Linked DNA regions of Mus musculus: regions 1 and 3 are each linked to region 2. Evidence: chromatin contacts called from public HiChIP or PLAC-seq data. All regions are on one chromosome and are shown on one strand. The core of a region is the stretch at or near the end of the contact, and the rest is flanking DNA. Distances in the headings are between cores, read along the strand shown. Region 1 has its middle 48 kb from the start of Gm12092. Region 2 has its middle 22 kb from the start of Rtn4. Region 3 overlaps Eml6 (echinoderm microtubule associated protein like 6).

Region 1 (4,139 bases), core at 1,165-3,664, 73 kb after region 2:
CAAAAGCTCCCAGGAGATGTTAATTGGCTAAAACCTCACCTTAAGGTCTTAAAGTGACTTAAACCTTTGTTAGATGTTATCAAGAGAGATACAATTAACTAGTAAAGAACAAAAGGCTTTACAAAAAAAATTTTAAAAGCTTTTATAATTGTTATCAATTATAATCAATGGTAATTAAATATTAGCTACTTATTTTATTTATGGTTATTAAATGTGCCCACAGCAATTCTTTGACAAAAAAAAAAAAAAAAACCAACCCATTAATGTAAAATCATCTTTCTTCATCTCCAAGTAAAGTTTTAACATCCTATTATAAGACTGCTGTGGTGCTAATAAAAAATTGTAAGATAAATTCATGTATTTTTAAAAAACTATAACAAAAACTGTGTCTTAAAAACCTGACAAAGTGTCTGTTCCTTGTTCCAAACAGCAATTAAATTGGTTATTGCAAAATATTGATATTTGACCTATTGCCTAACAAACTTTTAGATAAAATTGATAATCATTAACCTAAAGATAAGCTGTTAAAATTGCTTTTATGCATTCTTTTTTATTTTCTATAAATTCATGCATGCATCCCATTTACTATATTTAAAAACAGCCCTTCTATGGGAAAAAAAGTGTATGTGATTGGATCATGTTTATTCTTTTGTGTTTCCTCCTGCTTCAGCACAAATAATTAAATTGTGTGCTATAGATGGTGTTTTAAAATGTTAAAATAAACAAACTTTAATTTGATACACACACACATATATATATATCAGAGATTACAATTGCTTAAAATTGTTTGTCTCTCACATACTATGAATTCTCAAATTTGCAACTGTTTATTCATATACTACTCATAAAAAAATGCTATTCCTTTAAAAAGACTGTCTTTGGACATTTAAAATTTTTGTTCTAGATGCTTGTATATCCCAGGCAGATTATAGACCTTACACAAAAATAACCGGCCATAAAATCTCATTCTTTACATCATCAAAATAGTAATGGCTTAAGGTAATATTTTGGTATTTTAAAAAAACGTACGTGTCGAATTGTAAAACTTTGTTCTTAGTGTCCTCCATTTCTACTTGTTTCCATATAATGGTGTTAATTCTTGAGGACCTATACTTAACTGTTGCAAATAGATACTCTTATTTCTGATTAATAAGTAAATAAATATATAAAATATACACATGTGACTATTGATACCTTTTCAGGCTTTCTAGTTACAACTACTCCACAAGAGAAACAACTAAAAGTGTCATTGCCTATGTTAAAAAAAATTTTTTTATATACTTGGTGTTCCAAATCAGACTAAAACAGATATTAGAACTGGCTATAGCTGTCAAGTATTTGACATGTTTTATCAACAATTTAAAGTTACCCATGCTACTGAAATTTTTTTTATATATTTCTCAAAGTCAAAGTATTGTGAAACTTTAAAAACTATAACTTCTTTAAAAACAAAGAAGGGGAGGAATTATATCCCCATGCACATTATTTAAATTACATTTTTATTTAAAAAATTTTAAAATTTGGATGTCAAAGAACTTACTAAATGCCTTACAGTATCTTAAAACTAGGTATACTCATGTCTAGGTGAGATGAAAAGGGTCTACTTATTGTCATATGGCTTGATCCTGAACAGGTACTTAATATGAGGAAGAGGACATGCTTGTGTTTTCGCCACAGAATGCTGCAGGAACATGACAGTTGCCAAAATGATTCCTGTTAGTTTGCTGAATGCTGACCTGTGAGTTTGCTGAATGCCCTGACTATGGTGACAAGAAAGCTGGGTATATGTTCTTGACCCACCTTTGCTTGCCTTTGTCCCAGATTAGACAAGCTAAGCTGCCTTGCTTCAAGCTTCTTAACCATGTAGGACAGAGAACATTAGAGACCGTGGAAACTGACTTAGAAAAATTAGTTATAAGGAGGAGTTATAATGATTCTTCTCTTTCCTTTTTTTTTTTTTTTTTTTTTTTTTTTTTTTTGGTTTTTCGAGACAGGGTTTCTCTGTATAGCCCTGGCTGTCCTGGACCTCACTTTGTAGACCAGGCTGGCCTCGAACTCAGAAATCCACCTGCCTCTGCCTCCCGAGTGCTGGGATTAAAGGCATGCGCCACCACGCCTGGCTTCTCTTTCCTTTAATGTGACCAGTTACTCTAACTCAATCTTGGACTGGTTTAGTAATAATCCCAATATCAGAGATTTCTATTATGAAGATAGCTAAACATCTTCATTAGCTAGCAGAGTTAACTTGGAGCTTAGCCTATTTACATGAGAAACAGCCTTTCTGTTGATACTCAAAGCCACCTGGAAGCCAGAGTTTGAGCTTGATCATTGCTAATTTGCAACTGAATAGAGTACCTGGACTTCCCCAAAGACAGCCTTTATCCTGTTGCTTTTGAACTCTCTTGACTTTGTATTTCAAGCAGGTCAGTCAACACCCTACAGGCTCCTCTTCAACAAGTGTGCAGGCTTCCTTTCAGCAAGCAGAGGTGGCAGAAATTCATCAATTGGAAGAAACATATTGAATATATATATTGTGACTTTGGTCTGATTGGGAATAAGGTGTGCTATGATCACGGGCCACTGAGATTTCTGGACTATTTCAAATTCTAAGACAGAAGTATGTGCCAAGAGGCCATGATTTATCAATAATACACCACAGAGCCATGTTTGTGCAAAATAAACACAAGCAAGCTACACATACTCTCCTTGATGGATAGAATAGTTCATAGAAAATCTAAGTTCCCAAGCCAGGCACAGCCGCCAGCCACCATAATTCCCAGGCAGGATTATGGAGCATAAATAAATTTTATGCCCCAGTCCAACTAATTTTTATTATATATTTAGAGAGGAATTGTAGCCTCCCACAGCCTTGAGCAGGCTGATTCAGACCTTGCTGCCACTGTGAATGAGACAACCTGGTCAATGCTTCTATTGTTCTGTCACCCACTGCTGCTCTTCTCCAAGACTCCGCTACCACTGAGAGGCTGAACTGTCTTTCTGAGATATTCCTGAGATAGCTGACAACCTGTGGAATTGGTGACCTAATGCTAATAACTCTGACAGACTAGTCCTAACAACTTAGCAACAAAGCCAAGAAACCTGGCATGGCAGGAGATGGGCTTCCCCTTTTATAAGCACAGACTGATAGTAAACATTGGGCCATGATCAAAAAATTTGTCTTGGTCTCTTTATTTCTCTTGCCATTCCCTCCTTTACAGCTCCAGCCTCACACTCAAAAACCCAGTTCGTGTGGCCCCAGGTGGCTACAACAGAGTACCACTAACCATTGAGAGATCTTTACCTGCTGGTCCTGGTCAGACAACTTCTATCTTTAGAGAATGTAGCTGGATGTTATATCACTCACTGCCACAGCATGTGCCATCAGAGCACAGGAGCTGAATAGGTCATTCCTTCACTTGGAGGACCACATTTGCCTTAACCAACCAGCCAGATAAGAGTACAGATAATTCTTAAAGATCTTTAAAGATAGCCAGGCATGGTGGCACACACCTTTAATTCCAGCACTCGAAGGCAGAGGCAGGTAGGTCTCTGAGTTTGAGGCCAGTCTGGTCTATAGAGTTCCAGGACAACCAGGGACACAGAGAGTCTCTGTCTGGGGTTGGAGGTCAGGGAAGAAGATCTTTAAAGATGACTATGGTTCCGAGTTCTGCTTCTTTTCTTGGAGTTCAGGCAGATCTTGGTTCAAGCAGTGAGAGCTGGGGAGTTGGGTGGGAGTGGGGGTGTCTTTTCTGAGGATTTCAATGTTACAGCTCTTTTAGATGATATTAAGTGAAACTGCTTGTGCTCTTTATTTGGGGTGAACAAGAGCTATATAAACCTTGGAGAGTAGGAAGGGATTTTTAGGGTGACTGTAAATCATTGGCTGGAGCTTAGCATACTGGGAATGCCTCATTTGCATGGAGAGACACTCTAGGAATCCCAGGTGCTGGCAGAGCAGGTTGTATCTGGAGAGAGGAAGTTGAACTTATAATTTTGTCAAGGATTTTGTGAGATTCCTTAGGTAGAAGGTTTAGGAGTTGGGCTTCCCAGATCAAGCCCTGTTAAAAGCTCAAGCTCAGGAAAGCTGTCTGGACATGGTAGATTACAACACTAATAGTAAGGTCCAACAGATGACTTCC
Region 2 (4,002 bases), core at 992-3,491:
TTAATCTGTAAACCATAACCTTGAACTCATAGAGATCCACCTGTCTCTGCTTCTTAAATGCTGGAATTAAAGGCATGTGCCACAACTGCCTGGTGAGTATATGTTTTTTGTTTTTGTTTTGTTTTGTTTTTGATTTTTCGAGACAGAGTTTCTCTGTATAGCCCTGGCTGTCCTGGAACTTACTTTGTAGACCAGGCTGGCCTCGAACTCAGAAATCTGCCTGCCTCTGCCTCCCAAGTGCTGGGATTAAAGGAGTGCACCACCATGCCCTGCTGAGTATATGCTTTCTAAAAAATGTTTTAGAAGTCTATCTTTTCAGTGCTGGGGGTAAAACTCAGGTCTTTAAGCTACACTTAAAGCAAGCACTCTACACTAATCTGTATCCATAGGCCTTTAACTTTTATTGGTTTTTTTTTGGGGGGGTGGGTGGGTGTTTTTGGTTTTTCAAGACAGGGTTTCTCTGTATAGCCCTGGCTCTCCTGGAACTCACTTCTTTGTAGACCAGGCTGGCCTCAAAATCAGAAATCCACCTGCCTCTGCCTCCCAAGTGCTGGGATTAAAGGTGTGCACCACCACCGCCTGGCTGGCCTTTAACTTTTAAAACCCATCCTATTTCAAGAGTAACATCTTGAAATAACATCTCATTTCAAGAATAAATGAAATTTTGCTGCCAAAGCTCATTGTGAATGTAAATATAAGAAAAAAAGGTGTCCTTGGAGTTCTTCTAAATTTCTTTTTTTAAATGTATGTGTGTGTGTGCATGTGTGTGTGTGTTTGAAAGAGTCCCATGTAGCCTAAGGTGTGCCTCTAATTTGCCATGTAGCAAAGCTAATTTTGAATTTCTGAAGGCTGGGATTACAGACATGTATACCACACTCATGCAGAACTGTGGCTTGAGCCTAGGGATCCATACATGTTGGGTGAGCACTCTACCAATTGAAGTATACCTTCAACACTGTATTTTCTTTGTGTTGATGTTAACTCTTCAAGAGCAAGATTTTTAATTTAAATTCATGTTTCATATATATTGAATATGTATATAATAGAAATTTAACTAATTCTTTTGGTTAAAGGTGAAAGAGAAATTTTTCTACTTGGATGTATTTAGCTACTTGGATGTATTTTGCCAGCAAGGCAGCAAACATGTGTCTTACTATCTCACTAAAACGGTATAAGGAGAAAGGCAGAAGGTGGAGAGGGGAGAAAAAGGACTTACCTATATTTCTAAAAATCTCTTGAAAAACACCCAGAATTTAGTATTTAATATTTGGTTATTTTTCTCTTACCACAGCAAACCATTTCAATACTGCAGACTTTGAGTGACTATGGAACAATTAAATTAGGAACATTATTTTAACAGTTATTTTACAATTTCAATGATTTCTCTTTTCCATTTCACTCTTTGCAATTTCATAGTTTTTCCTTTTAGTGTGTGTGTGTGTGTGTTCTGCATATGTGTGTAGCTGCACATGTGTGCACATGTGCTTGAAGGCACAAATTTGACCTTTGGGGTCTTCCTTGAATTCTCTGTACTTTATTCATTAAGGCAGGGTCTCCCAAAGGAACCCAGAGCTCACCAGTATGGCTGGTCTAGCTGGCCAGTGTGCTCTAGGGTCTGCTTTCTGAGAGCTGGAATTACAGGTCAGACACCATGCCCACCCAGCATTTACAGTGCTTTTAACTCCAGTCCTTGCAATTGCTTCCAGCACATTAGCCACTGAGCCACACACTACCTAAAGATCCCTCTTAGCTTTTTAGCCCTCATTGTTACATGGCCACAATGTGCCAGGTACACTTGCTTCTAGGTATATAGAGATCTCATGAATTAACACTTGCTGAATTCTCAATGAATGTAATTTTTGCATTCCTTTTGCATCTTCAGTCCTTTAAAAAATGTACTGGAGTCCCTCCTCCATACTAGGTTCTGCCTTACAATGGGCTGCAGGGTGGGGCAGAATACTCACAGTCCTTGCTTTCATGCTGGGAAGCCAGCATGCAGTGTGCTAATGGTTTCTGGTGGGCCCCCAAATCTGCCACCTTCTTCAGAAGCACATTCCCTAGGTCATGCTAGAAATGTTCAATTGAATAAGTCACTAACATTTTTCTCCTAAATCTTAATATGTATATTTAAAAACTAAGACCTAGCCAAAAGAGAATTAAAGTTGATAATAACTCCACAATCATGTGCTCTGTATACCCCGACACACTAAAATTCCTCTCACTGCTATGACGTGAGCCCTTTTACAGCAGCTTTGTTGAGACTAGGATCCAACTGAGGGCCCTGTGCTACATCTTGTTGTGCTTGGGGAGGTGTGGAAATAATGATGCAGATTCAGGACTCATCTATGAAATTCTCAGAAAATAAAAAGTAAACTTAAAAAGACAAACTTAGAATATGTAACAAAATAGTTCTTTTATTGCTGTTACTAAATATTAGAGAAAGAAATACAGGCACTCCAGTGTAGAATGTCCCAGCATTTTCAGTTTGTCCGTGTCTTCTAGGCGCCATGTGTTTATATTATTTTGTAGTTAACAAAAAGCTGGACATTACTGAAAGGGCCTTATTAGACTCAAATCAAACATTTTGGGCAAGATTACAGCATTAGTATAATGGGACAGAATACTTGAGCAATGGGTAAAATAACCATAGCCCTATACGTGTGGTCAGCCCCTCTCTTGAGGACCTCTAACCGCTAGGCTCCACCCACATAACATTCTTAACTGCTCTAAGGCCCAGCCCCACCCCATAGAATAAAAAAAAAAAAAAAAAAAAAAAAAAACAAACAAACAAACCAAGCGCAGGACTTCAAATTCCACCAATCTCCACCCTGGAAAGCTCTGCTTCCCTTCCCCCCTCCCCCACACAAGGAACCTATCTAAGCCGTATCTTCTGCTTAGTTAGTTCCCTGTTGCTTCTCACCCAAGCAGAGACAACCATCCTCCTGGTTTCTTCCCTCCTAATAAATCTGTGTACATTTGTTTTAAGGTGTGACTTTGTGATAGATATTTTTTGGCTCTCACCTGCCAGGATACCTTTTTCCTCAGAAATGTAACACAATAACGACAACGTAACTCCTCCACGATAAATTTTTACTTACGGAAAAGGCCAACTATGTGTAGTTACTTTGGTATTTTATGAGTGCCCATTTCTTTCTTTTTTGGGGGGGGCGGGGGGGTGGGTCGAGACAGGGTTTCTCTGTGCAGCCCTGACTATCCTGGAACTCTCTCTGTAGACCAGGCTGGCCTCGAACTCAGAAATCCACCTGCCTCTGCCTCCCAAGTGCTGGGATTAAAGGCGTGCGCCACCAACCGCTCGGCGAGTGCCCATTTCTTATTAGCTATCCATTTAATAACACTGCTATTAGTATATCAATGACGATGGCTTCGTACAACAAATAAACAAAGCCTATTCGTGTTTACGAATGTGATAGCATCAAAATGTCCTGTTAAAACATGTTCTACAAGAATTCAAAAATCAAAGCACCTGGGAACATGGACCTACGCACATTCCCTCATGGAGAGAAAGGAGGCTCACAGGCTGGCTCATCAGACTTTATAGGATTCTTACCAGAGATAAACAACCGAGTTGGGTGGCTGCTCTTTGACAATGTAACTGGACATAAATTGTCTAGGGACTCGTCAATGGGTGACTTTCTGTAAATTGTCCATACAGCAGGTGGAAATCCTTAGTCCAAAACAGCAGCTTGGGAACCTCTCAGTGGTGTGTGTGTGTGTGTGTGTGTGTGTGTGTGTGTGTGTGTGTGTGTGTGTGCGTGTGTGTGTGTGTGTGTGTGCGCATGCGCGCACGTGTGCATGTGTGATTTTTAAGACAGGGCTTCTTATACTTTTTCCACTTAGAACCTTTTTCAGCCAAGAACTTTTTATGTCATTGCAGGTGTACAGACATATCAAGCGGGTATATAAATGGAACATATACAGATATTAAGAAATAAAAATCTGCATACTAACAAGGTGGACATACTTGTTTATTTTTACATAAAG
Region 3 (4,202 bases), core at 56-2,555, 79 kb before region 2:
GTTTCAAAATGGCTAGGAAAAACTTTGGTCACAGTTTTAATGTAAGGGTCAAAGAGCAGCCATGCAAACACATGCATGTGTTATATAGTTTAGTTCTAAAGCTATTAAGTTTACTAAAAACGGCTTCTACTCACTGAAAACTCACTGTATAATGGATGTTTCCTGTATGCTATTGTTAATACTTACAAAAATCTTCCAACGCTACTATCAGTATCCTTTCTGCTCCGTGGTAATGGCAATAATGTATACACACATACCCAACTAGAAAGTGAGGGTCCAGTCAAGATCTGGCTAGTAAGTTCGCATGCTTTTCCTTTAGCAAGAGCCTGGCAAAGCCTAAGGCCTGTGTCTAGCCAGCTGCCTGTTTCAATAGGTGAAGCCACATTTGTTACTACTGTCCACAATTGTCATGACAAAGCTGGTAATTAGAACACAGATCCTACAGTGCTCAATGTAAAGTTATGACAACATAACAGGCAATGTTTGCCAAACCCTGTCCTAAAAGGTGCTATCCCCCAAGTAGCTCTACTATGAGATCGCATTGGTGGCCTTTAGTGGGAGCTGAAGTAGTCTGATTTCCCTGTCCTGATGATTTCCCCTAGAGATCAGCACAAGTGGTAAGGGCTTACATGTCTCTCTGTGTCTTCATGTAGAAACTGTTAAACAAGGTGAACCTGGGCCATGCGGCCAGGTGTGCAGCCTATAGCCCTGATGGGGAGATGGTGGCCATTGGCATGAAGAATGGAGAGTTTGTCATCTTGCTGGTGAACACCCTGAAAGTTTGGGGGAAAAAACGAGACCGGAAATCTGCCATCCAAGATATCAGGTACAAAAAAATAAAAGATATCAGGTATATAGTGAGTGGTCTGAGCCAGAAGGGTAAGCGCTCCTGACATGGGTCCTTCTGGGGATGGTGGGGAGACAGAGCTGGGGGAACTGTGTTGAAAGGGTTGCTTCCACAGCAGGCTAATCAAGGGTACCTCCCACACAGTCTTTTTAGATATGGTGATAAAAATACTTGTAATTCTACCAAAGACTGCATAACACCATTTTTTTTCCCCTGTGGGATTAGATTCAGAAAAATTGTTTAATTTCATAGAAACTGGGGAGAAGCTAGGCACATGTCTTTGGGCTTGAGACAGAGCTAGCCCATCTTTGTGTGTCCAGATCTGCCTCCTCATGGACCTTGCTTTTGATTTCCCCCTCTAGAATCAGCCCAGACAACAGATTCTTAGCTGTGGGGTCTTCTGAGCAGACAGTTGACTTCTATGACCTTACTCAGGGCACAAGTCTGAACCGGATCGGCTACTGCAAAGACATCCCAAGCTTTGTCATTCAGATGGACTTTTCTGCAGACAGCAAATACATTCAGGTATGCTTCTCGTTAACTTGTCTCAGGGGCAACCAAGAAAAAACACTGTTTCCACATGAGTGCTTACTGTGTCCTGGGCACCATGCTAACTTCCAAGTACTATCCCTATTTTATAAATGTAGAGACAGAGGCTTGGATAATTAGGAAAGTAATTGTGTGTGTGTGTCTGTGTGTACAAGTCTTTTCGTAAGAAACAAAAACAAAACATGAATACCAGGGAACATATCCCCAGTCACCTTTACCCTACCTCCACCAGCTCATCATCAAAATTTCCTCATTTCTGCCTGAGGAGATGGCGCAGCAGGTAACTGTGCCTGCTGCTAACCAAGTCCAACCCCTCCCCCTGACCCACATGATGGAAGGAGAGATCTGATCCCTACAATTTGTCCTCTGGCAAGTACCACAGCAGGCATTTGCATGTACGCACATGCACCGGAGGACTAATTTCAATAAGTTTTAGAAAACTTCCGAATTTCTAGTTCTTTAGGTCTGCACTTCTAAGCTTGCTATTGTTTATTCTCCAAATTCTATTGGGAAGTATGGCTGCTGCATTCCAGAATGGGCTGGAGACCTCACGACTGGGTCTCTGCACAGCTGAGAGGCAAGATCAAGGGGTCCTACCTTTGGGACTTGTGGCTAACAACAGAAGTTACTTCAGCATTCAGCATCTGTGAGCCTGGAAAGAGGAGTGCTTAAGCCAGGCGGTGGTGGGGCACACCTTTAATCCCAACACTTGGGAGGCAGAGGCAGGCAGATTTCTGAGTTCAAGGCCAGCCTGATCTACAAAGTGAGTTCCAGGACAGTCAGGGCTACACAGAGAAACCCTGCCTCAAAAAACAAGAAAGAAAAAGAAAGGAAGGAAGGAAGGAAGGAAAGGAAGGGAGGGAGGGAGGGAGGAAGGAAGGAAGGAAGGAAGGAAGGAAGGAAGGAAGGAAGGAAGGAAGGAAGGAAGGAAGAAGGGAGAGGGGGAGGAGAGGAGAACCTATATTCATTTTTCAAATGTATCCAACAAAGCCTCAGCTAGGCAGGCTTTTGGATAGATATAGTATGTTCATTTCTTCTGGAGCTTATCACACTTCCATGGAGAAGGCAAGGACTGACAGTCAAGGCAAAGTGTAGCTTGTCAGGCAGCATCTGAAGAGGCACTCAACTTAGACCTGCCTCCCTTCTAAAAAAGCATTCGTTAGGCTGAGCAATGTCTGCCCTGTAGGAGGGAGTTAACAAAGGGGGCAGGATTTCTGTCCCAAGCCATCTGCATTGAAAACCTGAGGTGGGAAAGATTTAGGATCTTTCCATGAACTCAAGGAAAACCCTGGTGACATGGGTAGAGACACCATCCCCATGGGGAGAGAAGAGACCTAGGATGTAAGACACTGGCAAGTGTCCTTTAATGTGAAAACAGTGGCCAGTTTCCTTTAGGAGACTCCAAGAGGGCACTTGACATGTTCACCATCCCTCGTGGTGGGGGTAGAAATGGATAGAAGATACTCTGAATTTTAACATAGGCTGTTGTGTGTTGACAGGGGTTGGGGAGGTAGAACACACCCTACCTATGAATTTTAGCATGGGCTGTGGGGCAACGGACTGTTTATTGGCTTTGTAGCCAGGAGCTGAGTTTGGATTTAAAGAAAAGCGTAACTGGGGCAGAGTTAGTGTTGGGAAAGACAGCCAAGAGAGTCTGTGGAACTGAGGAAGCAGATGGACTCAGTTCCTCTCCTCTTGCAGGTGTCAACAGGAGCCTATAAGCGCCAAGTACATGAAGTTCCCCTGGGGAAGCAAGTAACTGAAGCCATGGTTGTTGAGAAGATCACCTGGGCTTCCTGGACAAGGTAAATGAAGAGAACTCTGGTTGAGGAAGAGGCCCCAGCTCTGCCTCTGGGTTTGTGATGGCCAGGATAGGAAGAGCTGAGATGAAACTGTCTTTTCTCAGTGGGGGAGGATGCAAAGCTGCTAGACACTGGCTTAGGGGAGGATTTTATGCGATCAGGGCTTTCTTTTTGTTTAATCATTCGTACCAACCCCAAGCCACATTCAGCAAGTTCAAATGTTTTGCCAAGCCCAGCAACAATGAAGCTTCTAGTAACCTAAAGATAAAAGGTACAGGAACTCTGTCCTTGCCAACATACATATTCAGTGGAACTATAAGGAAGAAAAAATAAAATAAAAGTTTTCTTTCTGGAATGTAGGGGAGTTGGGGAAGGGCTGTGCCTGGTGGTGAAAATGCAGAGCAGGGTGTGCCCACGTGACCAAATGACCTACAATTCCTATCTACTTTTTACCTTAGGAGGGGACAACAACCCTAGGAAACTATGTCCCATCTTCCTAATACCTTTTCCTCTTGGAACAGTGTTCTCGGAGATGAAGTCATTGGAATCTGGCCACGAAACGCAGACAAGGCTGATGTCAACTGTGCATGTGTGACCCATGCTGGCTTGAACATTGTCACAGGGGATGACTTCGGGCTGCTGAAGCTCTTTGATTTTCCATGCACAGAAAAATTCGTGAGTCCTCCTGAGCTGTCTCCGGACCATGCTCCTATACAGTCATATAGATGACCTTCAGTTATCATGGATCCAGCCCCATGGGGCTTTGGCTTGCCCCTGGTGAATGGACAAATGGCCACAAAGTTGGGGAAGAAATCAGGCAGGGAAATCAGCAAGGGTGGCTGATTGATGCACCTGGAAAGTGCAGTGCTTACTGTTGAGACTTGAGCCTGGGCATCAGGGGAGAGAAGTCTACAGCCTTAAGAGTAAGGGAAAGTGCAAGGCCACGGCAGGCACCCTTCTCATCAAGGCCTTCTGCACACAGAGCAGTGGGGGCTTCTGGAAGT

What was found. HiChIP or PLAC-seq counts read pairs in DNA pulled down with a chosen protein or histone mark.
Region 1: an H3K27ac HiChIP or PLAC-seq map of embryonic stem cells shows a contact between it and region 2, with 18 read pairs. The contact joins two enhancer-like sites. A contact is called at or near these places in 11 of 484 Hi-C or Micro-C datasets (the AtT-20 cell line, Th2 cells, cerebral cortex and 3 more) and 4 of 115 datasets of contacts at active chromatin or transcription factors (embryonic stem cells and epiblast stem cells).
Region 3: an H3K27ac HiChIP or PLAC-seq map of embryonic stem cells shows a contact between it and region 2, with 5 read pairs. The contact joins two enhancer-like sites. A contact is called at or near these places in 1 of 115 datasets of contacts at active chromatin or transcription factors (embryonic stem cells) and 2 of 9 other capture datasets (adipose tissue and liver).

The regions. Positions count from the first base shown.
Region 1 is chr11:29,595,541-29,599,679 of GRCm38.p6, reverse strand. No RefSeq gene overlaps it. Among named protein-coding and RNA genes, the nearest start is that of Gm12092, 48 kb to the left of the region's middle. Within about 2 kb of position 2,414, at least 5 of the 459 cell types and tissues checked have an H3K27ac peak or open chromatin away from gene starts, as enhancers often do. A contact at or near this core is called in embryonic stem cells, where this site is marked.
Region 2 is chr11:29,668,685-29,672,686 of GRCm38.p6, reverse strand. No RefSeq gene overlaps it. Among named protein-coding and RNA genes, the nearest start is that of Rtn4, 22 kb to the left of the region's middle. Within about 2 kb of position 2,241, at least 4 of the 459 cell types and tissues checked have an H3K27ac peak or open chromatin away from gene starts, as enhancers often do. A contact at or near this core is called in embryonic stem cells, where this site is marked.
Region 3 is chr11:29,746,429-29,750,630 of GRCm38.p6, reverse strand. It overlaps Eml6 (echinoderm microtubule associated protein like 6), which reads left to right. Exons shown (of 42, transcript NM_146016.2): 37 at 654-826; 38 at 1,210-1,372; 39 at 3,098-3,201; 40 at 3,720-3,873. Among named protein-coding and RNA genes, the nearest start is that of Rtn4, 56 kb to the right of the region's middle. Within about 2 kb of position 1,305, at least 8 of the 459 cell types and tissues checked have an H3K27ac peak or open chromatin away from gene starts, as enhancers often do. A contact at or near this core is called in embryonic stem cells, where this site is marked.